6 separate regions of the Mus musculus genome follow, and all the other regions are linked to region 6. Evidence: chromatin contacts called from public HiCAR-type and promoter capture Hi-C data. All regions are on one chromosome and are shown on one strand. The core of a region is the stretch at or near the end of the contact, and the rest is flanking DNA. Distances in the headings are between cores, read along the strand shown.

Evidence for each region. Promoter capture Hi-C pulls out the DNA fragments that hold promoters and counts their contacts. HiCAR-type assays count read pairs that join an accessible place to other places.
Region 1: a promoter capture Hi-C map of pre-B cells shows a contact between it and region 6. The contact joins the promoter of Kif24 here to the promoter of B4galt1 in region 6. A contact is called at or near these places in 5 of 39 promoter capture datasets (cranial neural crest, erythroid cells, frontonasal cranial neural crest and 2 more) and 1 of 115 datasets of contacts at active chromatin or transcription factors (pancreatic cancer cells).
Region 2: a promoter capture Hi-C map of erythroid cells shows a contact between it and region 6, with 11 times the contacts expected there. The contact joins the promoter of Rpp25l here to the promoter of B4galt1 in region 6. A contact is called at or near these places in 2 of 39 promoter capture datasets (erythroid cells and liver).
Region 3: a contact with region 6 is called in a promoter capture Hi-C map of liver, with 2.6 times the contacts expected there. The contact joins the promoter of Myorg here to the promoter of B4galt1 in region 6. A contact is called at or near these places in 3 of 39 promoter capture datasets (cranial neural crest and liver).
Region 4: a contact with region 6 is called in a HiCAR-type map of astrocytes, with 2.3 times the contacts expected there. The contact joins the promoter of Ndufb6 here to the promoter of B4galt1 in region 6. A contact is called at or near these places in 3 of 39 promoter capture datasets (cranial neural crest, erythroid cells and neural stem cells) and 1 of 115 datasets of contacts at active chromatin or transcription factors (astrocytes).
Region 5: a promoter capture Hi-C map of pre-B cells shows a contact between it and region 6, with 3 times the contacts expected there. The contact joins the promoter of Galt here to the promoter of B4galt1 in region 6. A contact is called at or near these places in 4 of 39 promoter capture datasets (erythroid cells, liver and pre-B cells).

The regions. Positions count from the first base shown.
Region 1 is chr4:41,463,534-41,466,294 of GRCm38.p6, reverse strand. It overlaps Kif24 (kinesin family member 24), which reads left to right and starts at 1,447. Exons shown (of 13, transcript NM_024241.2): 1 at 1,447-1,585. It overlaps Nudt2 (nudix (nucleoside diphosphate linked moiety X)-type motif 2), which reads right to left and starts at 1,147. Exons shown (of 3, transcript NM_025539.2): 1 at 1,115-1,147.
Region 2 is chr4:41,712,004-41,714,802 of GRCm38.p6, reverse strand. Rpp25l (ribonuclease P/MRP 25 subunit-like) reads left to right here and starts at 1,286. Exons shown (of 2, transcript NM_027278.3): 1 at 1,286-1,342; 2 at 1,989-2,770. The coding sequence starts at 2,030. The coding sequence ends at 2,521. It overlaps Dctn3 (dynactin 3), which reads left to right. Exons shown (of 7, transcript NM_016890.4): 7 at 1-5.
Region 3 is chr4:41,501,779-41,504,696 of GRCm38.p6, reverse strand. It overlaps Myorg (myogenesis regulating glycosidase (putative)), which reads left to right and starts at 1,622. Exons shown (of 2, transcript NM_001085515.2): 1 at 1,622-1,706.
Region 4 is chr4:40,277,677-40,280,848 of GRCm38.p6, reverse strand. Ndufb6 (NADH:ubiquinone oxidoreductase subunit B6) reads left to right here and starts at 1,428. Exons shown (of 4, transcript NM_001033305.3): 1 at 1,428-1,691; 2 at 3,104-3,172. The coding sequence starts at 1,512.
Region 5 is chr4:41,754,232-41,757,173 of GRCm38.p6, reverse strand. Galt (galactose-1-phosphate uridyl transferase) reads right to left here and starts at 1,657. Exons shown (of 11, transcript NM_016658.4): 1 at 1,522-1,657; 2 at 1,044-1,213; 3 at 752-827; 4 at 613-661; 5 at 363-492; 6 at 179-235; 7 at 1-18. The coding sequence starts at 1,546. Gm42274 (predicted gene, 42274) reads left to right here and starts at 1,402. Exons shown (of 2, transcript NR_155499.1): 1 at 1,402-2,005.
Region 6 is chr4:40,852,572-40,855,328 of GRCm38.p6, reverse strand. It overlaps B4galt1 (UDP-Gal:betaGlcNAc beta 1,4- galactosyltransferase, polypeptide 1), which reads left to right and starts at 1,345. Exons shown (of 6, transcript NM_022305.5): 1 at 1,345-1,938. The coding sequence starts at 1,524.

The sequences.
Region 1 (2,761 bases), core at 198-2,697, 610 kb before region 6:
TACATTTATTCTTTAACTGATTAGTGATTTACTTTTGTTTATGTCTTGTGTGTCTGCCAGTTGTGTGTGGTATGTGGGTGCCTGAAGAGTCCAGAAGAGGGCCATGGATGCCCTGGAGCAGGAGTTGGGAGGCTACTGTGAGCCACTTGGCATGGATGCTGGGAAATGAACTCAAATTTCTCTGGAAGAGAGGTTAAGGGCTCTTAACCACTGAACCATCTCTCCAGGCCCCCGAATCGCTCATTTTTGAGCTAAAAACGAGCACTCCATTAAAGTACATATGAAGCTGCACACATGCTGGCTACTGGATTTGTTCCTACTATGCTGGTGGTTCCTTTTTGACCTGAGAGGCTAGGCCTGGCCAAGCATTTTTTCCCAATAGTCTTTGCAACCCGTTGAAGCATTACTATTATTTTTCACAAAAGGAAAAAAAAAATAAAACTATGGTTCAGAAATATTTTTGAGTAGTTAATCAAATGCAGACACGTCCAATTTCTAACATCATTAAGCTTAATTGCCACTGGACATTAGAACATTTCTGCATTGGCAACTTGACTCTTCTCGATTTAAGCTGTTTCGCCTTTTTTTCTTAAGACGGGAATCTTGTGACTTTCTATCTCTGGGGGCTAAAGAGCACCTGTCACTCTTCCAAAAGATTGGGGTTCGGTTCCCCGGAACCTATACCAGGTGGCCCACACAACGTTTAACTCCAGCTCCTGGGATCCGACGCCTTCTGGATTCTGAGAGCATCTGCACGCACGTGGCGCGCATAGACAGACACAGACACACACACACACACACACAAGTAATAATTTTTACCAAACGTAAGATCTTTTGGAATGCAGGCAGGGTTTAATCGATAACTACAAAGCAAGCCTAGGGAGAAGATATGATTGGCCCGCTAAGTCCCAAAGGTGAATCTCTCTGCCTCTGGGATTCTTCCGACCCACGCCCTCACCACTGAACCTAGTCCTCTCTGGTGCACAGAGATAAACCGAGGTCCCGCGAGTGGATGGGGCCTGGCCTACACGCGCCTCACTGCCAGCTCCGTCCCCGCAGCAACAGGTCAGGAGCCCGCGACACTCCCCACGCCCCCCAGCCCCACAGCACTCACCCGTAGCCCAGAGGCAGGAGGCGGTCCTCGAACGGAGACGTAGCGCGCCAGCCAATCAGAAGAGCCCGGCTGCACTTCAGACGAGCCACAGAATTGGGCATCAGGCGCTTCCACCCGCCCCTGAGGCGTGGTTTTTTGGCTGGGACCGTCGCGAGATCTGCCTCAAGCTGAACCATTGGTGGAGAATGAACCGCCCCCTTCCCCTTCTGATTTCTGATTGGCCTTTTAGAGGAGAGGTGACAGGCTCTGTGAATGACCATTGGTCGGTGCTGCGGGACCGCGGGCGGGCGGGCGTCGGCGCGCGCGTTCGAACTGGCGCTTGTGGCGTTGCCATGGGGATGTGGCCTGGCGGACACCTAAGGCGGGTTGACCGGACGCTCTGCTAGCCCGGCCTTAGGGCTTTCTCCTCACCGCACTATTTCTTCGGTCCTCCCTGAAAACTGACTGAGGAGGAGCCGGGATTGCCCTGAGGTGAGAAACGGTGGCTTTAGCTTGAGCCCAGGCTCTGCGCCTGCGCGGGAGCGGGTGCTCCTGTCTGCGAGCGGCGCGAGCCGAGACCGGTATTTGCGGGGTAACTAGAACTTGGCTTCTCGGGTTCTTCGAGGGTTCTCGCGCTCTCTCACGTTTCATCTCCCTGTCTACCGCCTCTTCAGCAATTACCTCGACCACCACCAGCTTTGAGGCTTTTCTGAGTACCCCAAAGGCCTCTTGCCTTTGAGACACGCTCTTCAGAGCGCTTCGATTGGACTTTCGGTTGTTTTGTGAACTTCCGCAAACCTCATTCTCCTTTTTTCTCATATAATTTTGACCTCTGAGATAAGACAAGCCTTTCCACAGCGTCTTACGCATATTAGTTTTTTGTTTGTTTGTTTTGTTTTTTTAAGGAAATATTTGTTCAGTTGGCTTTCACTCACTACAAATAGATTCAGTTATCTTTCTGCCTTGTCCCATTCAAAGTCGATTTGGGGGCAGGTGGAAGAGAGAGGACACCCTAATCTCATATACAAGAGACAGAAAATTCAGCGTTGGCGTTCCCACGTTGGGGGCAGGAAGACCTGCTCAGTGTGGGTGGCAACATTCCCAAGGCAGGGAATTCTGAGCAGTAATAGAGTGGAGAAAGCAAGCTGACCGCTAGCATACATACATTACTTCATTATTTACTGCTTTTCTTTTTTTAAGTTTTTGTTTGTGTGGCTTTTGTTTGTTGGTTGGTTTTGAGACAAAGTTCTCAATCAGAGAGACGTGCTCTCTCCACATTGTAGTCTGGCCTACAAGTACCTCTTCTCAAACCCCTAAATGTATTTGCTTATAACAGGCCATTCTGTCCTTATATGCCCGAGGATTTCCTCTTGTTGTTTACTGACCACCAACTATCGTAACATTTTATCTGTGCTTTGGAAACTGAAATCAATTATTTGACTTTGAGTTTTTTTCACTTAACAGTGTGTGTGTATGTGTGTGTGTATATGTATATGTGTGTGTGTGTATGTATGTGTGTGTGTGAGCACTCAAGTGAAGGTCAGAGGACAACTTTGAGGAACTGGTTCTCATTTTCCATGTTTTTTAAGCAGCTTGTTTCTGCTGCTGCAGTGCATACTCCAGGATATTTCTATCTTACACACACACACACACACTTACTTCTCCCTA
Region 2 (2,799 bases), core at 37-2,536, 860 kb before region 6:
TGACTGATACAGTGGGGCATTGTATATTTATTTACCCCATACTTGCCAATTACCCTCTAAATATCATCCTATGGTAAGGAGGGCACAGGAGGGACGCCTATACCTCACAGGGTTTGGGGAAGACCAGGTGGGCCCACATGTCAGATGGTCATGGAGGAGCAGGCAGGGACGTTCAGAACCAAGGCAGCACAGCCTTGTGTCTACATTATACCAGTAGCCAGAGAAGGAGCCCAAGAGGTTTGGATGTAGGAAATTTTAGGAATGGGGGAGAGAAAGCAGGGAGAAACAGCTATAAAGCAACGCGCTCCACCAAATGTATGCTGCCCTCTTGTGGTCTGAGGGAGTGCCTTGGCGCCTTCAAGTGCCTGTATGGCACCCAACCTGTGGAGTTGTCAGCATCTCAAATGCAGCGTGTCCAAACTGATCTGAAACTAGCATTTACCCTAGACTATTCTACCGGAAGAGTCGCCCGTTCTTCCCCAAAACTTCATCAGAGTTTTCTCTCTCTCTTTTTTTTTGAGCTTTTCGAGACAGGGTTTCTCTGTGTAGCCCTGGCTGTCCTGGAACTCACTCTGTAGACCAGGCTGGCCTCGAACTCAGAAATCCACCTGCTTCTGCCTCCCAAGTGCTGGGATTAAAGGCGTGAGCCACCACTGCCCGACTTCATCCAAGTTTTCTATCAAGTTTCTACCATCCTCAATTCTTGCTGTTTCTGTGGTTAGCATATCATCGGACAAATATTGGAGGGCCTATTTTACTCTGGATACTGAACTAGGCTCTGTGGGCACGCCCCCGTGGCCGAAGCGCTACGGTGATGTTGAGTACAGCCCCTTCCAGGGTCACCAGTAGCTGTTGCCCCGACTACCGGATCCACCCAGCTTATACACCAATCCTCTCAGCCAATGAGTTATGCACTCGCTTAGATCCTCCTGAAAACCGCCGGGGTCGTCCAGTGTCCCAGGATGAGAAGAAAGCTCAGGACTCCGTAAATAAGAGTCTCACCTGCTTTTATCCACCAGGGGCTTCGCTTTCGCTGCTCCGGTGTGTCAGCAGGTGACGCATGCCGTCCATCTTTTAAAGGCACAAATCTGCGTTCTTCGGGCGCAAGACTCCTCCGATAGCCGTTCCTTTCCCGGGTGGGCCCTCTGCAGGTAGCGGGGTGCTCCGGGATCAACGCGCCGACCGCTGGAGGCCGGCCAGATGCCACCATCACAGGCGAACAGCAGCCCGGGTTTCTCTCAGGCCCCGCCCCCTGCGTGCGCGGCCCCGCGGCTCCGCGCGCTCCCGGTCTGCGCGCCATCTTGGCTACTCCGTGAGGGTCGAGCGTCTACTGGCGACCGTGGTAAGAGCCAAATCCCAGGAGATGGGGACTCAGAGCTGGGGAAAGGGGAAATGCCTGCTGCCTGAAACAGCGGCCCACGATTGGGGAGCCCGCCAACCGCTCACGAGTGGTCCGAAGCAGCTCTCCGGTCGAGTTCCCGAGTGGCCCTGTTCAAGCCAGCCTACTCTATTAATGTGGGGGTGAGGTCTTCTCTGCCCCCATGCACCCCGTGCTCGTAGGCAGGGTCGATTCTTTCTTTGGGGAGTACTTTCTTGGGGAGTGAGGCCTCGTGGCTGTGCCCCAGGGAGTTTGGAGCCAAGAGTCTCTGGAAGCACAAAGTAAGGGAGCCTTGTCCCAGTCCTTGCAGCCTTGTGAGGAGAGCCCGCCTGTTCTTGGCAAGTTGTGGGCGAGGGGTCTGGGACCTAGCCCCCAGGAGCTTGAGATCATAAAGAAGTACAGGCCTACCCACCAGAGAGCCTGGTTTGGGGGAATTTGGTCTTGCCCGTGTTAGAAACTCGTGGATGTATTTAGAAAGGGGTCTAAGGACTCGATAATTCTTGGCCCCAGCCTTGAGACGCTGGGGTGAGGAACAAGGCGATAATCTGGAGGGAGTGATGGAGGATGGACCTGGTCATGTTCCCGCCACTCATCTGACTCTTACCCGCAGTGCATATCCAGAGAGAGACCCACCAACGTCGCGAGGGCAGAATGGAACAGTACCGGAGGGCCGGCTCTGTAGAGCTTCCAGCCTCATCACCAATGCCCCAGCTACCTCCTGACACTCTGGAAATGCGAGTCCGAGATGGGAGCAAAATCCGAAACCTGCTAGGGCTGGCGCTGGGTCGTTTGGAAGGGGGAAGCACCAGGCACGTGGTGTTCTCAGGCTCTGGCCGGGCTGCTGGAAAGGCTGTCAGCTGTGCAGAGATTGTCAAAAGGCGGGTTCCGGGCCTACACCAGCTCACCAAGCTCCGCTTCCTGCAAACGGAGGACAGCTGGGTCCCAACTTCACCAGACACGGGACTAGACCCCCTCACAGTCCGACGCCACGTGCCTGCGGTGTGGGTACTGCTTAGTCGGGACCCCTTGGACCCCAGTGAATGTGGCTACCAACCCCCAGGTGCACCTCCTGGCCTGGGTTCCATACCTAGTCCCAGCTGTGGCCCCAGACCCCGAAGGAGGGCTCGGGACACCCGGTCCTGAAGATCTGCTGCGCCTGACTGTTCTCTAGACCTGAATATCTGTGCCTTCTCTAAGAAGAGCTTGTGCCGGCAAGGCTTAAGTCTACCGAACTTGCCCCTCCCCTCCGGAATGTGGGGTGGAACTGTTAAAAAGACTGGCGTGGGTCAGTGCTGAGTTAAAGACTGCTTGAGAAGGGCTCACTCTGTCTCTACATCTCACTTGCCTTTTCTGACGTCCGACTAGGGAAGGGAAATAAAGGTTATGCCTGTTTGTTTGGCCTGTTGTGTAAGTGGGACTGC
Region 3 (2,918 bases), core at 373-2,872, 650 kb before region 6:
CCAAACATCATTTTGGAAGAATTCATGATCAAGAAACTTCACATTGTAACAGAAAGTTCTGCTCTGTCCTGCAAGGGAGGGGGTGGGGTTAGGAGGGGGGGGCGGTTATTCTAGAATCTCTAGGGGGTTAGTGTTTTCCCATTTTCTTGCACCACTGCTCCCTCTAGGGGAAAGAACATGGCATGGCACAATCATTTCTAACTAAAGGTTGTCACTAATAGAAGGAGCTACACGTTATATTAGGGTATAGTGGGCATTGCAAAATACCGAGCAGAAACTGGGGTACTGCTAGTCTGGTCCTGAGTGCTGAGAACTGACAGTTCGGAACATAGGCTCTTTGGGTCTACAGGATCCCTCCAAGGCGTTCTTGACTGGGGTATTGACAGTGGGAAATGGGAGCACAGGTCATCCCAGAGTTTTTAAAGCCATTTTTACACTTTATCCATAACACGTGGAGATGAGAGGCCAACTTGAGGGAGTCTACCCTCTCCTTCCCAGCCTGGGGGTTCCAGAAATCCAACTTGGGTCAGTGAGCTTGCTTTATCTGCTTTCTATTTTCCAACCCTGTGCCAGTTCTTAAAAGAATACAGCTCCCCAGACCTTGAGGGAACAGATTCCTGAAGACTCCTGTCTTAGTCACTGTTCTATGGCATGGTGAAGAGACGCCATGACCATGGCAATTCTTTTTTTTTTTTTTTTTTTTGTTTTTTTTTGTTTTTTTTTTTTTTTTTTTTGGTTTTTTGAGACAGGGTTTCTCTGTATAGCCCTGGCTGTCCTGGAACCCACTCTGTAGACCAGGCTAGCCTTGAACTCAGAAATCCGCCTGCCTCTGCCTCCCGAGTGCTGGGATTAAAGGCGTGCGCCATCACGCCCGGCCATGACCATGGCAATTCTTATAAAATAATTTAATTGGGGTTTTACTTACAGTTCCAGAGGTTAGTCTGTGATCATAGCAGAGCATAGCAGCAGGAAGGTATGGTGGAGAAGCAGTTGAGAGTCCTCCCTTCTGATCTATAGGCAGAGGACTCTGAGCCTGGAATAGGCTTTTAAAAAGTCAAAACTCACCCCCAGTGACATACTTCCTCCAACAAGGTCACACTTACTCGAACAAGACCATGACTCCTAATCCTTGTAATCCTTTCAAAGAGTGTCATGCCCAGGCCCTAAGCATTCAAATATATGAGTCTGTGGGAGCCATTCGTATTCAAACCATCACAGATACGTCTTCCCCCCTTGCCTTGCTGTGCTCTTATACACATAGCAATCCTAGCATGGCGTTGCAAGAACCCTAACATTCAGCAAGAACCCCAACAATCAGCCACTCCTTCCTTCGGAACTACATCTCCCATAAGGCCTGGGGATGAGCCAGGCTAGCAATGGTCTGGCAAGGGCGGCGCCTGAGGCGGGAGGTGGAATCAAGCTAGAGGCGGGCCCAAAGGGCAGATCTGGGGCGGTGAGAAGAAAGTCTGTGCAAGGCACGCAGAGTGGGGGAGGGGCTGAGCGCCAGGGGTGGGGCTGGAGTCCCAGGCCTGAAACCACATTGGACGGCTGGGAGTGGCCTAGTAGCCGGAGGGCGGGGCGCAGGAGGGGCTCCACGGTGCCCAGCCAGGCAGCAACCCGCAGGGCTGTGGCTGATCAACTCCTGCTAGCGTAGAAAGATCAGCCGGAGGACCCTTCTCCCTTTCTTCCGTGTGGCGGTCACTGAGGTAGGTGAACCTAGTGGGAAGCCTTTGGGTCCCAGTGAGGGTGGTGAGTTTTCTAAGGAGCACACAGTTCCTGAACTTGCTCTAGTTGGTGGAGCGTCCCTGGACACCTGAACCCCTCCTCAGGCCAGAGCTTCCCAGCGGGCTACGGGCTCCTTGCCCTTCCCTCTGCCCCTTTGGATCGTGTGGGGTGTGGGGCCACCGGTGGGTGTGAAGTATTCCAGGCTGTGTTAGTGCAGTTACTTGATCCTTGTGGATCCCGTCCCTGAGCAGGGGAGGGAGATGGGCAGGATCGAATTGCCTTTGACATTTCCACTCCCCTCCCAACTGTGTCCGACAAAGGCCTCTGCCTCAAGTGGCTCAGTTATGCTGAGCTGGGCCCGCCCTTAAACTGTAGGCTTGGGACTTGCAGCCAAGACTGAGGTTGAGTGTGTAGCGAACAAGAGTTTTCTTAGGCTGAGCCACTCAGCAAACCCCACCTGCTAGCCTTAGCCTGTGTTGGCCAGCTGGCAGACTCGACAGATTATAGGGGTCTAGAACGCCACTAAGACTGGAGCCACAGAGTTCCTCCCCTCGGCTACAATAGCAGATGCCATTAAATTGCCCCTTTCACACCCCTAAAACCGTCCTGATCTGCCCGAGGCAAGCTGGATCTGCCGCAGCTTTTGAAAAGACAGACCTCACCCGTCCACACCCATTCTCATGGTGGAAGGTGGAGGCAGGAGGTTTGGATCCCAGTGGGTGGCTTCTGACGAGCTGTGTTTTCCCATCTATAAAATGGACAACAGCTCGCAGTGTTGCTGGTATTGGACGCTATGGGGTCATTTGGAAGAACATGGTGAGGCCCAACCAGGTGGGTGTTTAAATCTGTGGGCGCCAGTCCTTCATCGAAACCCTAATGGGTTCTGCCTGAGTTTTGAAAGGGCTTTGGAGGATATCATGGTGAGCTTCTCAGGCTCCCGGGGGTCATAAGATAAGACCAATTTAATATGTAAGCATTGGGGCTTAGGGAGTCTTTCCTATTCAGACTCAAACCCTCTCCTCTTAACCCCTTGATGCCCAGGATGTAGCCTTGCTTATGTTGAATGAACATAAGTGTACAGTAAGCCAATTTGGGGCCCCTGTAGTCTTCTTTGGGTTCCACTCAGCTTTGAGAGTATCAGTAAAAGACACTGCTACCCAAAGGAGGAGAGGGGATCTCTAACTTGTGTTAGA
Region 4 (3,172 bases), core at 179-2,678, 570 kb after region 6:
TCCAATGCCCTCTTCTGGTGTGTCTGAAGACAGCGACAGTGTACTCATACACACAAAATAAATAAAATCTTTAAAAAAATCATCCAAAAATCAAAAACGAGATTTTTTAATAAAGTATTTTGACTTGGTTATGTGTGACGTGTTTTATATTTTAAAAATCATTCAATTCATACTTACTGATGCTGAAATGTTTTCATCTTTGACCAGAGAAACCTGCTAATCAAGTTGCTTACTGGTCTTAGAAACTTCCCCAGTTCTGGTTCGCTAGAGAGAGCCTTATAAATCATATTCTTCTCTGCTGGAGAACACTCAGGTTCCAGAAGCCCCACCATGTAGCTAGATTCTCCTAATTCAGTCTTCTGACGGAGCAGTAAGTGTTCTTAACCGCTAAGCCACCTCCAAACTCCCTAGTTCCTACTTTTGTGTCTATCCTATCTTCCCTATATAATATTGGTGGTGGTGTTTGAAGCAGTAGTTAGGTTGGGCATACTGGTGTACTTCATCTAGCTCATGAGTAGTGGAGGCAGGGGAATTCGGAGTTTAAGTCCAGTCTCCCTAAATAGCAATTTCAAAGCCAACATGAGATCTTGTCTCCAAAACCAAATACAAATAACAAAATTATTTTCATTTATTACTCTAAAATTTTCAGAGCATGTATATATATTTAGTATCACTACTACTCTCCCTGCTTTTGGATAAAAGGTAGCATACTTGGTGTAGTTGGTTTTATTTACTTATTTATTTTTTTAACTTATCAATAGATTGTAGAAGTTACTCCAGTTATGAATAGAAGGCTCATTTATGGCAGTAGCATACCAATGCTTTACAGTACTATAAGCTTTCCCACTAATCCTCTATTCTGAAATCTGGGAGGTGATTTTTCAATGTTTTGCTATTACATATCGTGTTGTGACGAATATTCGTGCACACCCCTACAAATTTTTACTGCCATACCTTTGGGATGTCTTACAAAGTGGGCCGGCAGAATCAAAGAGTGAGCGAGCCTATGGAAGCCTCCCAAATAAGGTGCTCTTTATTTCTGCAGTACAGAGAGGGAAGAAAACCGAGATAGGCGCTCAAGATTACTTAGCGGGTTACGAAAGAGGTGGGAGCCAAATTCGGACGCAAGTGTCTCTCGGTCAAGAAGAGAATTCAAGGGGGCGAGGCAGAGGTTCGCTAAACCATCGTCCTTGTTCTTCCGGTCCCCTCCCCTACAAGTTCTTTCTCTGAACCCTAGCCCCAGGACTTCTCACACTTTCCAACACCGCCCACTTAGTTCTTAACTCAGGGACCTTCCTGAGCTCATACTTAACCCAGGTTGTTAAAACCCAGGGTCCAAGAGAGGGCTTTGCGCATGAGCAGAGCCTGCTTTCCGCGAAGGAGTCGGCCCGCCCCCAGAGGCGGGGCTGGTGTGGCGTCATCACTCCGCGCCGCTTCCAGGCGCCTCAAGGTCGCTTTGCGGAGCGGGAGGGGCAGGTCAGTGACCGGTCCTGTGTAGGCTCGTCGGCAACATGTCAGGGTACACGCCGGATGAGAAGCTGCGGCTGCAGCAGCTGCGGGAGCTAAGGAGACGATGGCTGAAGGACCAGGAGCTGAGTCCCCGGGAGCCCGTGTTGCCCCCGCGCAGGATGTGGCCCCTGGAGCGATTCTGGGATAACTTTTTGCGGGACGGGGCCGTGTGGAAGAACATGGTGAGTGATGAGCCACACGGGTGTCCGGGTTCCCACCCCGGGTCGCAGCCTGGCCAAGCCTCCCAGCCCACTCCTCTCAGTTCCATCAAGGCCCAACCCTGTCCAGAGCCCGCATACCCGGGAGGGCCCCAAGGGACAATCAGTCCAGGGGCTCAGGTTTAGCGGAGACGCTGTCAGGTCGCTATTGTTCAGGGCTGGGGTCTGGAGTCCAGGAGCAGGTGGCTGTCAGGTGTACTGAGAAGTCGGGTCTTAGGTTTTACAAGACGCTCGCCGCACATGCAGTTCTTTCGAGTGTAGATACCTTTTCTCGGGTTAAACTGGTCAGAATTAACTGAGATCACAGGCTGTGATTTCAGTATTTGAGAACACTTACGCGGTGGGTAGGGTTGAGGTGCCAGAGACTGGCCAGCTGGTATAGTACAGCCCCATGGGGTCGCAACAGAAGACAGGGTTCTATTTGGTATGCTTTGTCAGACTCTAAAGCTCCCTTTCTACGCATCACTGTGTACGTTTAACACACTTTTAGTTACTTTTAAATTGCATTCCATGACCTCCAGGCAGAAAAACCGTTCACTCAAGGACTGCTTTTTATTGTAAGGATTCCAGATATTTTCTTGGAGACTGCTATTAAATCACATCAATGATGAGTAGCGAACATTGTGTGGGAATTGCTTTCAGCTCCTTCCAGTAATTGTGGTAGAAGTAGAAGTAGTAGTTGTACAAAGTCTTGGTTGGTTGGTTGGTTTCTTGAACAACAATGCCTTATGTCTTGCAGAATGGTGCTTATTCTGTCTTAGAATCTATGGATATTCTATAGGAAGCCTCAGAGTTAGTGAAAATACTGAAATTGGTAGGTCAGCCCCAATCTGTCAGGAAATATGTTCCATTTAGAAATTTGTAAAATAATTATCACACATAGTTGGTAGTGGTGGAATGTTTTTGTTTGGTTAGTTGGTTTGGTTTTTGTTCCACACACATTGAAAAATAAGGTAGCTCATGCTAGGGAGAGTAAGCAGCGCATGTTGGTAATCACAGCAGCTCCAGAGGCTGAGGCAGGAGGATAGCCGAGGATCTCTGCAGAGGGAGGCGGGCCAGCCTTGGCTAACGCTTGGGACCCTGTCTCAAGTGAGGGGTGGGGTGAGGCTGGAGAGGTGACTGCTTCAGACCACTTGGCTCTTTCAGAGGACCCAGTTTTGGTTCCCAGCATGCACATGGTGGCTCAAAACTGTCTGTAACTCTAGTTCCAGGGCATCTGATGCTTTCTTCTGTCTGAGCTCTGAGGGCGCCAGGCATACTCCTGGTACACATACATATATGCAGACAGAACACTTACATGCATAAAGTAAATAAATCTAAAAAATAAAACTGTAAAGAGCGGATGTTTGCTTATTTTGTATGTGTTTCCCCCGCAGGTCTTTAAGGCGTACCGCTCCAGTCTCTTCGCTGTTTCTCATGTGCTTATACCTATGTGGTTTGTTCAC
Region 5 (2,942 bases), core at 408-2,907, 900 kb before region 6:
GAAGCTGCTAGCCCAAACCTGTCAAAGGGCAAGCACAAAGAAGAGCAGGCCAGCCCATTATCTCTGAGCCTCCGAATTACCAATGTATTTCTTTTGCCCTATCTCTTAATCTAGTAGTCCTGTCCACAATGCCGGTGGACTCAGCCAAGAAAGCCATTAAGGCCTGTCACATACTTGCCTGGCAGTGGGGATGGGGGTTAGAACAGCCCATCATGGCTCCTTTATTTTCAAAGATCTATTGGGTAGAAAGGAGAGAGATATTCAATAGTCACACAGACATCAAGTCAACCCCTCCTCACCATACCCTGTGGAAGCAGTAATGGTTCTCCCCCAAACCAAAGTTACACCTCCCCCTCACAGACCTGCACCCAAGGGTACTGGGCACCCAGCTCCTCTGTGACTGAGGCCCATGCATCGATGACAGCTCGGATCTCAGGGACAGACATGAGTGGCAGCGTCACATCCGACCAGGGGTGGAAGCACATGACCTTACTAGGTGGTGAGGGAAAAATGACATAGGGAAGTGGATTGGGTGCTAAGGGCAGGGCCCAAGCTCAGGTCTTCGTCTTCAGACCTGGGCTGGAGGTTGTAAGAGGGGAAACCCAAAGTTACCAAACTCCTCTGGCGGCCTCTGCTCGGAAGAGAGGGTGGTCACTGGGTCCTGGAATAAAGGAGTATTACTCTCTGTAGCACAGGTACCCGGGTCAGACCCAGTCTCCCTTCTCCCCAACAGTGGTTAAATTGAGGGTACCTGGATCCGGAGCATCGGGCTGCAGAGCCGGGAAGTCATTGTCAAACAGAAAGGTACCATCATAGTGGGGATTCACCTACTGACAAGAATAGGCTAGAAATACTACCTGACGGAATTCAAGGGCTATCCAGGCTGCAACGGGGGCGAGGAAGGCCCCACTCAAAGGATCAAAATTGCTTGCCCGGAAATGACCCAAAAGGAGGCGCACTGCTCCCCCTTGTGGGCGAAGGGTAGTAATAAGGAAGAAGGATTTTTTTCCTATCCCAGTTGGTGGCTGTGTATTCGGGCTTACCTCCCCATTAGCTCGTGTGGCCCCGGGACACAGAGGGTTGAGTGGGTCGTGGCGGGGCACTGTCTTCAGAAGCTGGGGCTCCACTTGTCCTTGCCAGGGCCGCTTCATGCGATGAGCCGACACTAACACCCACTCGTCCTGGAGCGGGTTGTAGCGAATATGCTGGTGTTCTGGGGAGAGACAAGGATCAGTCAGCAAAACTCCCTGTCTCTCTCTTCCCCGAGTGGCTCTAATGCCCTAGCAGGCCCAAGTACAGGGACGCTCGGTCGGCGCAGTGTTTCTAGAAGCTATAGGCTGGCGGAGGGGAGTTAAAGGGTTAAACGCTTTCCGTGCCACACGGCCTGCAAGCCCCTCCTTCCCTCGCCCGCCACCCTGGCCTCGGGTAGGAGTGCCGACCTTGACTCTGGGACTAGAACTTCCTACGGAAAAGGAAGGCTCGGCTCCGCACCGTAGCGGGTCCAGGCCGCCCAGCAATTACCGCTCGCCCGGAAGGTCGCTGCCATGGCGTCCGCCTCTGAAGCCTGCTGGCGCTGCTCAGGATCGGCTCCGCTATGCGACGTGAGGCCACACGAATTGACCTAAGGTACACAAGGTGAGCGCCCCATTCCATGTCTCCCCCCGCCCACCCTGGATGATTGGCTAGTCGCCAACACGTGACGGTGGGGGCACAGCCTGCCACTTGAGGGCGGGGCTCGGGACCGCCACGCTCACTTCCCCAGGTTGTTTTGATGATTCTCCTGCACACCGGATTGTAGCTACTTCTCTGGAGAGCATCTGTGAAAACTGGTTGCTGTGTCCATTCGTCCCGCCACGGATTCGGGTTGCTTGCACGACATTAGGGCTATTTATTGGAGCATGACATATCAGCTTCACCACTCAAGGACACTCCTGCCAGCAGCCTTTAACTGCCAATAGTCCATCAGAAAGGGCGGAGCCTCGTGAGTGCACCGCCCCCCAAACCGGTAAGAAACCTCTATGGGTCCATTCTCATGTTTTGTGCAGGTAACCACAGGTGTAGTGAGTTCTTGTGTTTGCACATCAGGCCCTGTCCTGTTCAGAAGACATCGTTTTTACTGAGCATCTTAACCGTGTGCCAGGCACCTAGGTTCTGTGTGGAGCATAGAGACGCCCTGTGCAAAGACCAGCAGCATTCTGAACTCATGACCTGGGTCACCTGCGGAGCTGCTGTGTGTGGTTAAGATGCAAGTTGTGGAGAGGGGGTGGAGGTGAGGAACTTGATCATACTATAGATGAAGCCTGCAGCCTGGCCCTTCAGGTATTGCCCGGATGTGTGAGTATTTCACTGTAACTATGCCTCTAGCCTCAGGAGCAGAAATAAGGTTAGATAAAGAGAACTGAGTAAGTATAGGGTGTGGTGGTACACACCTGTAATCCCAGCACTCCAGAAACAGAGACAGTAAACTTACAAGTTCAAGTTCAGCCTGCGCAGTTATACATAACAAGGCCCAATCTATATAAAAGTAAACCAAACGGCCAGTGGTGGTGCACACCATTAATCCCAGCACTTGGGAGGCAGAGGCAGGCAGATTTCTGAGTTCGAGGCCAGCCTGGTTTACAGAGTGAGTGCCAGGACAGCCAGGGCTACACAGAGAAACCCTGTCTCGAAAAAAAAAAAAAAAGTAAACCAAAAGACAGTAATGTGTGTGTGTGTGTGCGCGCGTGTATGCGTTTGTGCATACATACCAGGCACAGTGATGCATTTGCCTATAGTCTCAGCTACTCTAGAAGCTGAAGCAGAAGATCAATTGAGCCCACAAGTTCTAGACCATCCTGGCCAATATAGTGAAGCCAATTTCAAAAACAAGCAAAAGGCCATCAGTATTTGAAGGGCAGAGACAGGCATATCAATGAGTAGCCTGGCTACATAGAACATTCTAG
Region 6 (2,757 bases), core at 96-2,595:
GAGACAGTTAACAACCCCTATTACATGGCATATATTGGTTAACAACAAACTCTCCAAACATAGGAGTAGCTAGAATTAGCATTCCCCATCTTAAGGTTCTCATCACATTCAAGGATAAATGGGTCTGAGGCCTCGGGGTCAAGACTTCAAGTGCTTAAATCTTCCAGCTTCCACTTTCAGATCAACAAGGTTAGGTAAAGGAACGCGCAGTGACAAAGTTTTTAGGAGCCCTGAGTTCCACAGCTTATCAGCTGTGAGATTTTACAGGCCATTCATTCTTATTCACTCCAAGGCACTGAAATCTTTGTTTACTACATAGTCTGGGCTGGCTCCAAACTCTGGCTCTTCCTGTCTCCGCAACCAGAGTCTGGGATTACAGGTGTTCACGACCGCGCCTAGATTCCAGTATTCTGTTAAATGGGGACTGTGTTCCAGCGCTGTGTACAACGGGCTGTTCTGTACGCAGGCTTAGGAATTAATGCAGTTTTCTGCCAGTCTCATCCCAACAAGCATGTGTCATCTCCATGTGGCATGCACTAGAGGCCATGTTGCACCTAGAACCAAGTTGGGCAGGTTCCTGAGGTTTCCCAATCCTGCAAACACTTATGTGGGAGTAAGAGTAGAGCAAGATGGTCACTTCCCTAGCAGGACTCAATAAGCAGCTCCTCCACTTTAGCCCCCTCACAGGCAGGCGGACCCAGCTAGGGTAAGTGGATCTTTGGAACGCCCCAGAGAATCCGTCCGCTGGCCTCGCGGGACGTCGAAGCCGGTTTCCTAGACGACCTTTCTCCACTCCATTTTCTCACTATCCCAAGGCTACCGCCTGTCCTCTTGTCCTCACTAGCTGCTGTCCCAGGCCCATACCCGAGTCACTGGGTACGTCAGGAAGTGGTGAGCAGCTCGTTGAACAAGAAGCTGGTTTAGAGAGACTTAAGCTCCACGGTGAACGCTAGGAAGAAAAGCTGAGCGCCGCTGGGTATGGGATGCCCGCTCAACCCAAGGCTGCGGTGGGGCTGGCGGAGCGCCACGTTTAGTCCCCAAGTGTCGCGACGCCCTGCAACCCAACCTCCCGAGGGCCCGCCCCTTAGTGCCTGCCCCCCAAGCTCCGCCCTCCCTTAGCTGCCAGAAAAACCCGGCTGAAGGTTCCGCCCCTCAGTCCCCTCTCCGAGCCTTGTCCCTCATGCCCCGCCCCTCTCGAAAAAGACCCGCTTTGCGGCCCCACCCCTTAGACTCCGCCCCCCCAGGTTCCGCGAACAGCCTTCCGAAACCCGGTTGAGGCCCCGCCCTAGGTCGAGACCACGCCCCCTGCTCATCCGCGCTTGTGGTTCCCGCTGATCTCTCCAAAGTCCCGCGGCCAGGGGTGTCGGCTTTCCGCCGCAGGCGGCCGGTGCTGCGCTAGGTCCTAGCCCCCTCCCCCCGGCCCCTCCTTCGATCGCTGTGGTCGGGTAGCGCCTGGCGGGCGGCCTGCGGGCGGGCCGTCCTCTCAGCCGTAGCCCACCCCCTCTTAAAGCCGCGGCGGGAAGATGAGGTTTCGTGAGCAGTTCCTGGGCGGCAGCGCCGCGATGCCGGGCGCGACCCTGCAGCGGGCCTGCCGCCTGCTCGTGGCCGTCTGCGCGCTGCACCTCGGCGTCACCCTCGTCTATTACCTCTCTGGCCGCGATCTGAGCCGCCTGCCCCAGTTGGTCGGAGTCTCCTCTACACTGCAGGGCGGCACGAACGGCGCCGCAGCCAGCAAGCAGCCCCCAGGAGAGCAGCGGCCGCGGGGTGCGCGGCCGCCGCCTCCTTTAGGCGTCTCCCCGAAGCCTCGCCCGGGTCTCGACTCCAGCCCTGGTGCAGCTTCTGGCCCCGGCTTGAAGAGCAACTTGTCTTCGTTGCCAGTGCCCACCACCACTGGACTGTTGTCGCTGCCAGCTTGCCCTGAGGAGTCCCCGCTGCTCGGTAAGACCCAGGATCTGAGGACGTGGACTCCTCGGATTTCCTCAGTAGGGTTCCAGGGATATTATCCTAAGATCTCTTTCAGGACTGCCAGCCACCAGGTTTTGATCAGAGTGCATAATCCCCAAGAAGGGCTTAATCCTCTTTGGGATGACCCAAAGAGAGGTTGGCTGGTGTCTCAAGAGGCAGGGGCCCTGTTGGGAAACCCCCAGGCTCTTACCCCAGCACCAGACAAGGCCCTGGAGACACCCTTGTTCTGGCCCAGGACTCAGGAAGTTTGAAGTTGGGGTCAGTTTAGAGTAGACTGAAAAGGCTGCTCTGCAACCTTCCCTACCTATAGTAGCAACACCGGCAACCTTCAACCTTCTGAGGACAAGACCGACAGTGAGAAAACCACCTCCCCTCCCCACCACCCTCCACTCCGCCTTAGAACAAGCCACTTAACTTTCTCTTTAAGGTTTCTTTCTGGTAAATGGAGATAATAAACCACACGTATTTTGGAGTTGTTTTGAAGAAGTAAATGAAACATTGTAACTAAGAGTTTAAAGAATGAGGATGAACTCTTAGAAAGTTGCTACAATTGTGGGATTTCCTCCTGTTTGTAGGTGCTGAACCAAGGGGCCTTCTGTCTCCCACCCCAAGTTCCTCCTCCTGATGCTTCCTCTTAACCAAACTGAGCAGGGCCCTCTCCAGGGGCAGAGGGCCTGTGTACTCAGGGGACTGACTGGAGGGCTAAAATTAACCCGGTCAATGGGGCTGCACTTTCCTGGAAATACTTGCCCAGCTGATACCAGGCAGGGGGGCAAGTATATGAGTTTGTGT